Regions from separate parts of the Zea mays genome. Here all the other regions are linked to region 3. The links are chromatin contacts, called in public Hi-C maps. All regions are on one chromosome and are shown on one strand. Each heading gives the region's core, a stretch centred on a gene start, on an enhancer-like site or on the middle of the called end of the contact. The rest is flanking DNA. Distances are from core to core; before and after follow the strand shown.

Region 1 (3,739 bases), core at 586-3,085, 150 kb after region 3:
CAAACAGCGCCACAAGATCTGTAAGAACTTCCAAAGCCAAAACGGCATGTATTTCTATGCACATTCCAGAGAGAAGAAGCCTCACAAGTTCTCCAGGTGCTTCAGCTTTGATATTGAAAATGGTATGTCGCCGTCCAAGTTGTTGAATGAAAAGTCCCTAAAAGAAAGAAAAAAAGGAAAGTTTGAATAAAAGCACTATATTCAGTTAAACCCACAACCACAAGTAAACACGGGTTAATCGAAGTTGAACTTACAGCGTCCTAAGTGATGAACAATCGCCAATCTCATCAGGGATCTGCCCGGATAGGCCATTTGACTTGAGGTCGCTGAATGTGAATGCAAAAGAGGCCAGTTAAACACCGGTCAGGACTCAGAAAACAAAAATCCAACCAACAGCAGTCGTTTGGACAAATAAGAAACCATCCGTACATGGAGACGAGGCTCTTGAGGCTGCCGACGGCTGGAGAGATCTCACCCTCAAGGTTGAGGCCAGAGAGGTTGCTGCATTTGCATTGGCGCCATAACCCGGATCAGTGGCCACACGTCGCTGTCGTTGGGGAAAAAAAAGAGCAGAGTTTTAACGAGACGCCATTCTTACAGCGCGGCGACGGCGAACGTGACGTTGTCGCACAGGACGCCGCGCCAGGAGCAGTAGTCGTCGCCGGCCCAATCGTACAGTACGTTGCCGACGTTGCGGAAGGACTTCTTGATCTCCACCAGCGCCGCCCCTGGAAGGTGCAGAGCCAGCCGCGTTAGCACAAAGAACGGGTTACAGAGTGGTAGAAATCCGAGCAGACAGTTCTCGGCAAACGGAATCTCCGCAGAAAGGGAGTTGGGTAACGTGGTAGTTGGATTCTGGATTAGTGCTTGCAGGCAGGAAAGCGAGGGACGTCAAGATTTGGAAAGCACAGATACGACACGGTGGTGAAATATGAAGTTGCTTGGATTCATTCAGATATAGGAAACTGGATCAGGATGGCAAAACCAAAACACAGCTAAAACCACACAGGAATAGAACAAGGCTTAGCAGCAGAAACCAAGCTTCCAGCACTGAAAGGGCCAAATGAAGAAACAATGATGGATGCTCAAACGATTTAAGGATGCTCTGAGCATTTGCTCCAACAAGCAGCACAAGAAGGCACATATAAACAGAACCGAACATGAAGAGAGATAGTAAGCACATTTTGAAACATGGACAGGATAGTTAAAAGCTCGTACTAGGCAAGAAGATGAGATGAGAAGAGGCACAGCTCACAAGGATTAAGTTAAGACTCGGGTTACGGGCTTACAGCAATAAAAAAAGGGGGTGGAATAGAACACTAGCGAATCACCATGCCTCCAAAAAGCGCGTACTTGCAGCGCTAATAAAATACTAATCCTAACGAACCCAGCCGCCCCCCCTGAATCTTTGCTCCCCAGTACGCAACAAGAGGACTCCCAGAGAAGAAAGAAAGCGAAACGGGTGAAGAGAGAACGGAACAGATCGGCAACCATCGTCGGCGACGGCGGCGGCGGCGGCGGCGGCGGTGACGAGCACGAGGGCGGCGAGAGCACGGGCGGCCGTCGTCGTCATGGCCACTGAGCTGCGCACAGGCATCGGGGGAGTGACATTACAGGAAGAGGACAGGCGGCGATGGAGCGCGAGACGTGCTGCAGCGAGCCTGCCTTAATGGGGGCTCTGGGTTGGTTTCGTGGGTTCTCGCGCTCGGCTTTGCGCACTTGCGCCGCGCTGGCTCAGTGACAGGCAGCGGGGTAGCTGCTGTATGGCTGGGCGATAGAGTGGCAGCGTAGGGGAGGGGGTAGGGGCTATGGAGGAGAGCAGCAGCTTCCTACTACTTCGTAGGCCTCTAGCTCTAGTTTGGAGTTTTGAGAGGGAGAGAGAATGGCTGTTTGTGTTTGAGAGGGGGCCGCTAGAGAGAGAATGTGTTTCCTGTGACGAGAGAGAGTGGGGGCGAAGGACACTGGGACGTCACATCGATGATCTACAGTGCTTTTTCTCCCGCTTTCTGGTTGGCCTGGAGCAGTAGAACTCGAGTCATAGATCGAGGAGCATGGCACGGCTGACATGCGGGGCCTCCAGAGTTTGGATTGGGTTAATGCTTAGCTAGCTGTGAGGGGAGGTGGACCACCACGCCTCTGTGTTTTAGAGGGCGTGTTTGGTTTAGCTTGGAGTTCGCAGATTGGTTGTTGCAGGGCATAGGATTGTTTGTTTATTTGGTTCGAGGGACAAAGAACGATGTGGGTAGGATAGGGACCCGTTTTGCATCCGTTATTAAGCCTCCGTATCGTCTCGTCGTCTCCCAGAAGCACATCCCGATTCGAGAGAGAGAAAAAAAATCGACGCCACCGGCCGCTATGTCGACTGCGCGAAGGCGGAGTGTCATCCGCTGCTCCCTTTCAGCATGGGGAGGAGGTTCCTCTGACGTACTGCAGGGGGCAGTAGGGTCACCGCACGCGGGGACCACGCGGCAGTGCCCTCTCCCCACGTCAGAGGATCTCGTTCCCCAGCATGGAGGACCCCGGCGGCGCTGCTAGCCTGCTGCCCAAGGGTGTGCGCGGAGGCTCCCAGCGGGCAGCGGCCCTGCTGGGCTATTGCTCAGGGGCGCGGGGGCTCCTGCGACGGTGCCAAGAAGCGCGGCCTCCATGGCAGCCTGGCTGCGGCCTCCCGGAGTTCCTGTAGCCGCAGACTCCCCCTATGACCTCGTTGTCGACACAAAGCGGAAGAAGGCAAGGAAGAAGATGCGGACCCAACCACCGCCGTTCGGAGGGGTACCTGCTAGCTCGCCGGCCGGGCGGCGGAGCCTGGTCCAGTAGGCTTAATTGTTTTACTTAGCCTTTCAGATGGACACAAGAACACAAGTGTTTAGAGTAGTTCAGGCTGCCAAAGAGTAATATCGTACCTCCACTATAAGTTATATTGCCTGAGAACTTAGTAGTGGGCGACCTAAGTGTGAATCGACCTCCTTTGCTACGGAGCAAGTGCACTTCCATTTATAATCTAAGGGAGGCACGTTATAAGGGAGTTCAAGACCCGACATGTGGGCCTAAGAGTATTTACAATATGGAATGGGAAACACCTAATAGAGCAAACAATGCTAGATCTTTCTGAGCGCGTATCCCTTCTTGGTCATCGCGCATGCTCCTGACATCCTATGTTCCTGTTTCATCTTAATCGGAGTACGTGTGCAGTCCTTATTGTAGGTTGCGGCGTAGTCTATGTGGGTGTTGTCGTTGTGTCACCTCTGCCCGTCTCTTCATGCCTCGTTAACGCACAAAGAACAGTGGAAATCATAATGAAATACGTCCAAATGGCGCATTGGGTTAATGCCCTTGCCTCGGTAACGTGCGGGTAACAGTAAAATCCGCACGTTGCAGGTCTCAATGAGGAATAGGGATGACAATGGATAATCTATCCACGGATAGTGTCTCTAGATATCCATATCCGCGACTTATATTCGATATCTGAACCCGTATCCGTTACCCGCTACGAATAAAAAACAGTATCCACATCTGTTACCCGCAGGTAATGGATATCCACGGATATACCTGTTTGCCCACTACACATACAACATATTTAAATCCAGCAAATTCAAATATGATAACATATTTGCCTAACAAATTTGTCGGGACCCTGAAACAGGGGTACCCCTTACTACAGTATAAAGACGCGGTATTCACGCGGCTATCTCTAGTCGCGTGGTGAACAGCGCCCGACCCCACCACGTGGACGGCTCCAGGG
Region 2 (3,396 bases), core at 598-3,097, 210 kb after region 3:
GGGAGGAAACTAAATCCTAGGATAGGAAAAGCAGGACATGAAACTTTTAAACTGAAATACTCTTGTTTAGAAATGTATTACTGGTTGGTAATCGAGGGGGGGGGGCGAGGAGGAAACAGAACAACGACTTAATTGTCCATCTAAAATCTCATGATTGTTTAGTTTCACAAACCTGGTACAAGAAGAGAAGTAATCCATGGGCAAGATGGACCCACCTAGGGGGAGCAGTGTCAAGGTGAGGCGAACATATCTGCAGAAGTGGCCATCATAGCAACAGGTTAAAAAATGAAGGGTTCTATCGTGATATAGAATGCATCAAAAGAAACACAGGTTGGGATCTTAGCAGCTGGTTAATAGCTTCACAAAACTGCAACTAATTCAGGCAAGAAAGACACTTACATAGCCAAGCAGCGCTGATAGTACTAGAAACGAAAATCCTGTAAGTGTGATCTGAAATGTCGGAAAGCATAACCATGTACTGCACCATAAGAGATGAATCCAACAAAGAATTGACAATGTGGTCATCGATCGCTTACCATGTTTGGTCTATTTATGAATCCACACATGCAAACGAAGAAAAAATGTTAGTTAGAACAGAAGTTTTGATAAGGAAAGAACAAAGTGCAACATGAAACTTGATGCGTGCACTCTGCCAAAGCTTGATTTAGCACAGGGGTGAGAGGCTAGGTCCTAGGTGTTGGGATGGGAATACTCTGTGTTTGGCAGTTAAGTGTGACCTTGTACATAAACTCTCTTTTATTGCTTAACTGAAAGGCAGTGCTCTGGCAAAATTATTAAAAAAAACTTGTTTTAACAAAAAAAAGATAAATCTCAGCACACATGGAGTCTAAGAGCATTTTACTCTCCAGGCCACAATCTGTTGCGCAAGGAAATCATCCAGTCGAAACTCACTGCTCACATGTGGAAATAAGCTTAGAGCAGGAGAAGGTGGCCATTTTGCCCCCCTCTCTGCACTTTCTTCAGTACCCAAATATATTTACGAAATTTGCTGAAATAGGTCACCAAAATATATTTGATCTATGAACAGTAGTGACACATAGCGGGGGGGGGGGGGGGGGGGGGGGGTCAAAACACCTAGCAGCAGCTGAGTGCATGGAATTTATTATTGCCCTGTGCCATAGAATCCGGCCACTACTTAACAATGGCAACAGTACAATATCAGAACAAGCTAACACACACCTGTAAAGGCATTCAGTTTTAGAAGCAACCGGATGTCATCCCTTAATTACTTCTTATAAGCGCCTCCTCAACTTCCCATAGTGATCTGCAGAACAACCTAAGCAAGCGTTCTGCGCATCTCCAGATTCAAATATTCCACAACAACGCTAAACACAAACAACTAGTCCTTCTCGGGAGATCATGCAAAGCAATATTTGTTACTGCCCTTACAAATTGGGGAATGACCAGTAAGAAGCCATGCTCACACGCACAAAGAGAGGAGTTGGAGACTACTCACGGCATCCAGAGCGGGAAGAGAGTGACGCATCGGCTCCAGAAGGGCTGCAGCACGTACTTGGCCACCACCGAGCGGTCCTCTCCACTGTACCTATACCGCTTCAGCGTCTCCACGCCGTGCGCGCCGATAAACCCCATCCTGCTCGATCGAGTTCGCCGCTGGCTGTGGGCGGAGAAGGGACGCTGGGAGCGGGCCGGGTGGTTTAAGAAGCTCTGGAAGGACGAGAAGGGGACGCGATTATGGCGGGCGGGGGCTGGAGCTGGAGTGGTGAGGTGGCGGCGGTGGTTCCGCGAGCGGCGAGAAGGCGTGGCCTGCAGGGGAGCGGATCTAGCCTAACGCAACGCGTGGTATATTCGTCAATTGTCACGCTTTCTGTGATGGCGTGGGTCCCATGCGTTTTGAGCAAGGTTCAACGCAACCCTGACAAAACGCACGCATACGAGGCCTGTTTGGATCTTGCGACTAGTGCGGTAGTGCCCACAAAATACTCGTGGTTCGTGAGCTCGCTCGACTTATGGTTAGCTCGACTCGACTTGATTCGGCTCGTTTCAATTTTATCACGAGTTGAGTTAATATCTAAGCTCGGTTCGTTAACGAGTCAGCTTGACACGAGCTCGAACCAGCTCGTTAGCTCAAATAAGCTAGCATTTATCTATAAAACAAAGTCTATACTTGTATTAGATGAATTAATAAGTGATGAACTATGTTAATTTAGGGTTTAAATGATGTGATTATAAAATTATGAGTATTGTTGCCTTTTCTAGTATTAAATTAGTACGAAATTAACTAGCAATTTATTATATTATTGCATATATACATGTATATTATTTTTTCTTGTGACTCGTGAGCTAAACGAACCAGCTCGAGCTCGCAAACGAGTCGAGTCGAGCTGGTTCTCTGCCTCGGTTTGTTAACGAGTCGAGCCGAGCCAGCTCGTTCCCTTAACGAGCCAGCTCGAGCTCGGTCGAGCCGAGCCAAGCTGGCTCGATATCCACCCCTACTTATGGCAAACATTTTGCCACCAAATTTTAGTACTAATTATTAGCCGGAGGGCTGGTAAATTGTTTATTTATTAGTTATTTAATCTTGCTATTAGATACTAATAAATCGTATAAAGATAAAAATACATCTATTAGTCAAGTCTTTAAACAGAGCGTGACTAATTTTGCTAGCTAATTATAAGCCACTGGCAAACAATAATCCAGACAGGGTCTTATACATCCGAATTCTTATAATAAATTTGGTATTTTAAAATAGATATGTTTGAAATTTTATGTTAATATTTTTATATTATTAAACGTATTATTACACGTAAGAATAAAATTTTGTATAGATTTTTATGTATTATTTGCTCTCTACAATTAAAAAGGTGAAAAAACATTCGAATCTGTATCCGATCTGTATTTAAATTTTTATATATATTGTTTGAGAATATATATATGATAAATTTAAGATTTAGTTTTTATAAATCTTTACAAGGTCAAGGTTAAATACAAGTCGAAGGGATTATGCTACAATATTATTTACTCACGTCGAAGCAAAATCTCATTACAATATCTTATTTGTCTGCAATAGAAGAAAAATGACCAAAAATCTGACATTAAAATAAACATCCGTTTCCACCCCTGTCGATGGGTACCGGCGACCCAATATCCAATGGGTATTTACACCATTAGAGTATGTTTATGAGCTAAATAATTTACCCACGAGTCCAGTGGATAAACAGGTATTTGAATGTTCCACCCTTACTCATACAAGTTAACTCGTGGGTATAAAATACTTAGTATAAACTTGGCTAAAAACGTGAACTTGGACTTCATTCACCATCTTCTTTTGCCCATTTAACAATCTTTTGGGCAATAATGTCATGGAAGCCTTGTAATGGTACATGTAATGTGTTATGTGGTACTATCCTAGTG
Region 3 (3,657 bases), core at 635-3,134:
CTATCCATATACTCATATTCAAACTCTACTCTGCGAACATTAAAGGTGTAAAACAACGTTTTGGATGACCATACGAGTAAATTATTGGACACGGTTTTAAGCCAGACAAGGGTGAGAAGGCTATAGAGGAGCATTAGAAGAGGGTGAGAAGGCTACAGAGGAGCATTGGAGGAAGGAGATACGCTGGGGAGGACCGAGGATGCTTCCACACATAGGAAGGAGGTGACCTAGGGTAATGGTCGCCAGCGCACATAGGTCGTAGTAGAATATTTTAAAGCCAAATTAGAGAAACAATATAACCCTATAAATTTGTAACTAGTAGAGTTTTCTTAAGAATCTTTGACGTATTTAGGGCTAGTTTGGTAACTCTATTTTTTTTCAAAAATTCTCATATTTTTAAGAAAAAAATGAACAAATTTCAGTTAGAAAAATGGAGTTACCAAACTAGCCCTTAAAGTGTCTTTTCATCATTGTGGTTGGAGGTGCAAGTGGTGTTGATAATTATTCGATCTGAATCCTAATTATACGGATATGGCGGTTGAGTTATTATATCCATGCGGATATGGATAATCTGAATCTGATCTATGTGTGGATGCAGAGTATGATATGATATCACCAAAATCCGACGGATATGGAGTATCTGATATTTTACGCGGATTATCCGATGCTTAAAATAGGATAATATCAGATTATTTTGTCAAGTACTCAATAATGATTGATTATTGTACAAATAAAACTAAAATTTATATATGGTAGAATAGGAAATGAAACGCTATACACGACAGAAATCAATCGCCACCCCCAACCCAACAGGCAACAAGCCAACATAAATCAATCATCGATTAGTCGATCACACGATGTATAGTGTGTGACATGATGCTATTTATTATTTACATACTTAGTTATTTATTATAGCTATATTCAAGTTATGTTGTCAACTATTAAACTTTAATTTATGAATTATTGATCGCTATAAAAATAGATGTATACATGCATTATTCGACCTTTGAAATATGCTTCTGCCACGCTTTCGCTTCGACTCCGCACCATTTCCAACATCCTAAAATATCCATATCTATCCGCAACCACATAGTATCCGCTTCGATTCGAATCCAACGACAAAATTAGGAGTAAGATATAAAAAAGACATTATTCGCTTCGATCCGATCTATTTGCACTTCTACTTGTGGTGGACTGGTGGTTGATAAATTTGTAGCAAATTACGGGTAATGCCACTAGTGATGCCTTGGACTAGGCCCCTGTGGGTAGGGGTGGATATCGAGCCAGCTCGGCTCGGTTCGGCTCAACCGAGCTCGAGATGGCTCGTTAAGGAAACGAGCTGGCTCGGCTCGACTCGTTAAACAATCGAGCCAGAGAACCAGCTCAGCTCGGCTCGTTTGCGAGCTCGAGCTGGCTTGTTTAGCTCGCGAGCCACAAAAAAATAGTATACATGTATATATATACAACAATATAATCAATTGCTAGTTAATTTCATACTAATTTAACACAAGAAAAGACTAACAATAATCATAATTTTATATATCACATCATTTAAACCCTAAATTAACATAGTTCATCACTTATTAATTCATCAAATACAAGTATAGGCTTTGTTTTACAGATAAATGCTAGCTCATTTGAGCTAACGAGCTGGCTCGAGCTCATGTCGAGCTGGCTCGTTAACGAACCGACTGAGATGAGCTCGTGATATAATTGAAACGAGTCGAGCCGAGCCGAGCTGACCATGAGTCGAGCGAGCTCACGAGACACGAGTATTTTGTCCAGCCCTATCTGTCGGGTATGAGAGATGCTACCTTTCACGGTTCCACTCCCTTTAGGCCTAGTCGGATGATCCGAGTCGCCCATTGGAGATCGACGGTTAGACTCCAATCTCCCATTTCAGTTTCAGGAGGAAGGATGTCCTACACGTCATTGCAGCCAAACGCCAAAGCCGGTGCAGACCAACGACTGGGCACAAGTCAGAACTCAGAAGCGAGCGCGCGGCACGCTGCACGCGCGGCAGGGGCAGAGCCCCCAGCGACCCACCACTTCTCCCCGTGCGCGCGCGCGTGAGGCGCTGCTCTCTTTCTTTGCATGTGAAGGAGTGAGAATGAGAGAGTGGGGACAGCGTGGGAGAAGGGGAGCAATGCCGTTCGTGTCCGAGTGCGGGCGGCGGGGCGGCGGCAGTGGCAGCTCCAGCGGGTCGTCGTTGTCAGCGCGGCGGGGAAGTGATAGCAGGGCTGGGGTGCTGCAATGGGATGAGGTGGAGGAGATCGATGGAGAGGTGCAGAGCTCGTACAGGGGACCCTTCGACACAATGGACGCGCTCCAGGACGCGCTACCAAACAAAAGGTCAGCCCAATCCGCCAAAGCTCGCGCCTTTGTCAGTCTTGTTCCGGTGATTCGTAATCGCTCTGGATTTGATTTAGTATGGATTTTGAGGTGGATTGTGTTGGCCTTTACCACTTCTTGTGTCATACGGTGCAGTGCAGATAGAAGGGGTTATAACACTATAGAGTGTTATATGGATGGAATGATGTAGGTGTATTTTTTTTTTCATTCTGTAGTCTCCAGTGTGCGTGCCTGGAGGATATTGAGGGGTTTTGTTTGACTAGAACAGTGCAGTGAAATTTGTTTTGGTTGTGACATTTTGTGGCATTTTGGGTGTATCTGAATGAATCTGTGGAATTTCTCTGCTCTCTGGTGATCATCCGCGCAAAGTGGTGGAGGCACTCAGTATGGATCCTTTGGTGGCTGCAATGCGCATATCAGCATAAGCATTGTAGAGGAACTGCGACTCCTGATTGTCTTCAAAGTTTATTTCTTGATCGCTCTGGTTGGTGGGTGCTATGGTACAGAGGCTGGACAAAGACAGTAGTGGATTTAGTATGTTTGGCTGGCCGCTCAATTGCATCTGTCATATGGGGCCTCTTATGGAGTTTTTATTTCTTAGTATGCCTATGGGGTGCCATGGCAGTACCATAAAGATTTCAGACAATTTGTTGGGGAAGATCCATTGGAGTTTTGATTAGAGCTGGTCATGGTTCTTCCATGTAAATTATGAGTAACTTCTTATTTGAAATGTTATCATTTTCACTAAAGACTTGCTCTTGGGTCTTGGGTATGCCTTTTGCTTGTGACAGTTTAGTGCTATTGTAGGGTTCCTTGCAAATCTTCATAGGATCTTTGTATGATTATGTCATAGTTCATGTCAGCCTGAACAATGTGATTAAATATTTTCTGCAGACATACTTCAACCTTTGTGACATGTACAGCAGTTCACATATATGGTCAACCCAAAACACTGTTTTGCACTGTAGACTATATTGTTCATCACAGAGTGGAGTTTGAATATGGCTATGGGGATGGGTAAGCTGCTAGAGATAGCTTAGTAGTATAGGATAGATATGTCAAGAACCCAAAGGTCTTGAGTTGATGTTCAATTATGATGAAGTTGGTTAGGATTGCTTAAGGTTGATAGTAAAATGGATATTGAAGTTAAAAGGTTCTTGATACTTCACCACTAGCTGTTCCCAGCTAATTTTGAGACTAATAAGCAATAGTAACCTTTGGAATACTGCACACTCTTTTTAAACATTTGTCCAGGGGGTAATTATTTTTGGAAGTAGCAGTTTTTTTATTGATATGTTTGCACAA

Evidence for each region. Hi-C and Micro-C count contacts between places; a contact is called where the count stands out from the background.
Region 1: a contact with region 3 is called in a Hi-C map of leaf, with 4 times the contacts expected there. The contact joins the promoter of LOC100193598 here to the promoter of LOC100284914 in region 3. A contact is called at or near these places in 7 of 25 Hi-C or Micro-C datasets (bundle sheath, ear, endosperm and 2 more).
Region 2: a contact with region 3 is called in a Hi-C map of endosperm, with 2.0 times the contacts expected there. The contact joins the promoter of LOC103625689 here to the promoter of LOC100284914 in region 3. A contact is called at or near these places in 4 of 25 Hi-C or Micro-C datasets (ear, endosperm, leaf and 1 more).

What each region holds. Positions count from the first base shown.
Region 1 is chr6:119,823,308-119,827,046 of Zm-B73-REFERENCE-NAM-5.0, forward strand. LOC100193598 reads right to left here and starts at 1,836. Exons shown (of 27, transcript NM_001358834.1): 1 at 1,492-1,836; 2 at 599-728; 3 at 430-501; 4 at 255-326; 5 at 86-157. The coding sequence starts at 1,597.
Region 2 is chr6:119,884,600-119,887,995 of Zm-B73-REFERENCE-NAM-5.0, forward strand. It overlaps LOC103625689 (choline/ethanolaminephosphotransferase 1), which reads right to left and starts at 1,848. Exons shown (of 18, transcript XM_008650977.3): 1 at 1,478-1,848; 2 at 537-546; 3 at 400-450; 4 at 173-250. The coding sequence starts at 1,614.
Region 3 is chr6:119,678,235-119,681,891 of Zm-B73-REFERENCE-NAM-5.0, forward strand. LOC100284914 (MTD1) reads left to right here and starts at 1,885. Exons shown (of 2, transcript NM_001157809.3): 1 at 1,885-2,352. The coding sequence starts at 2,111.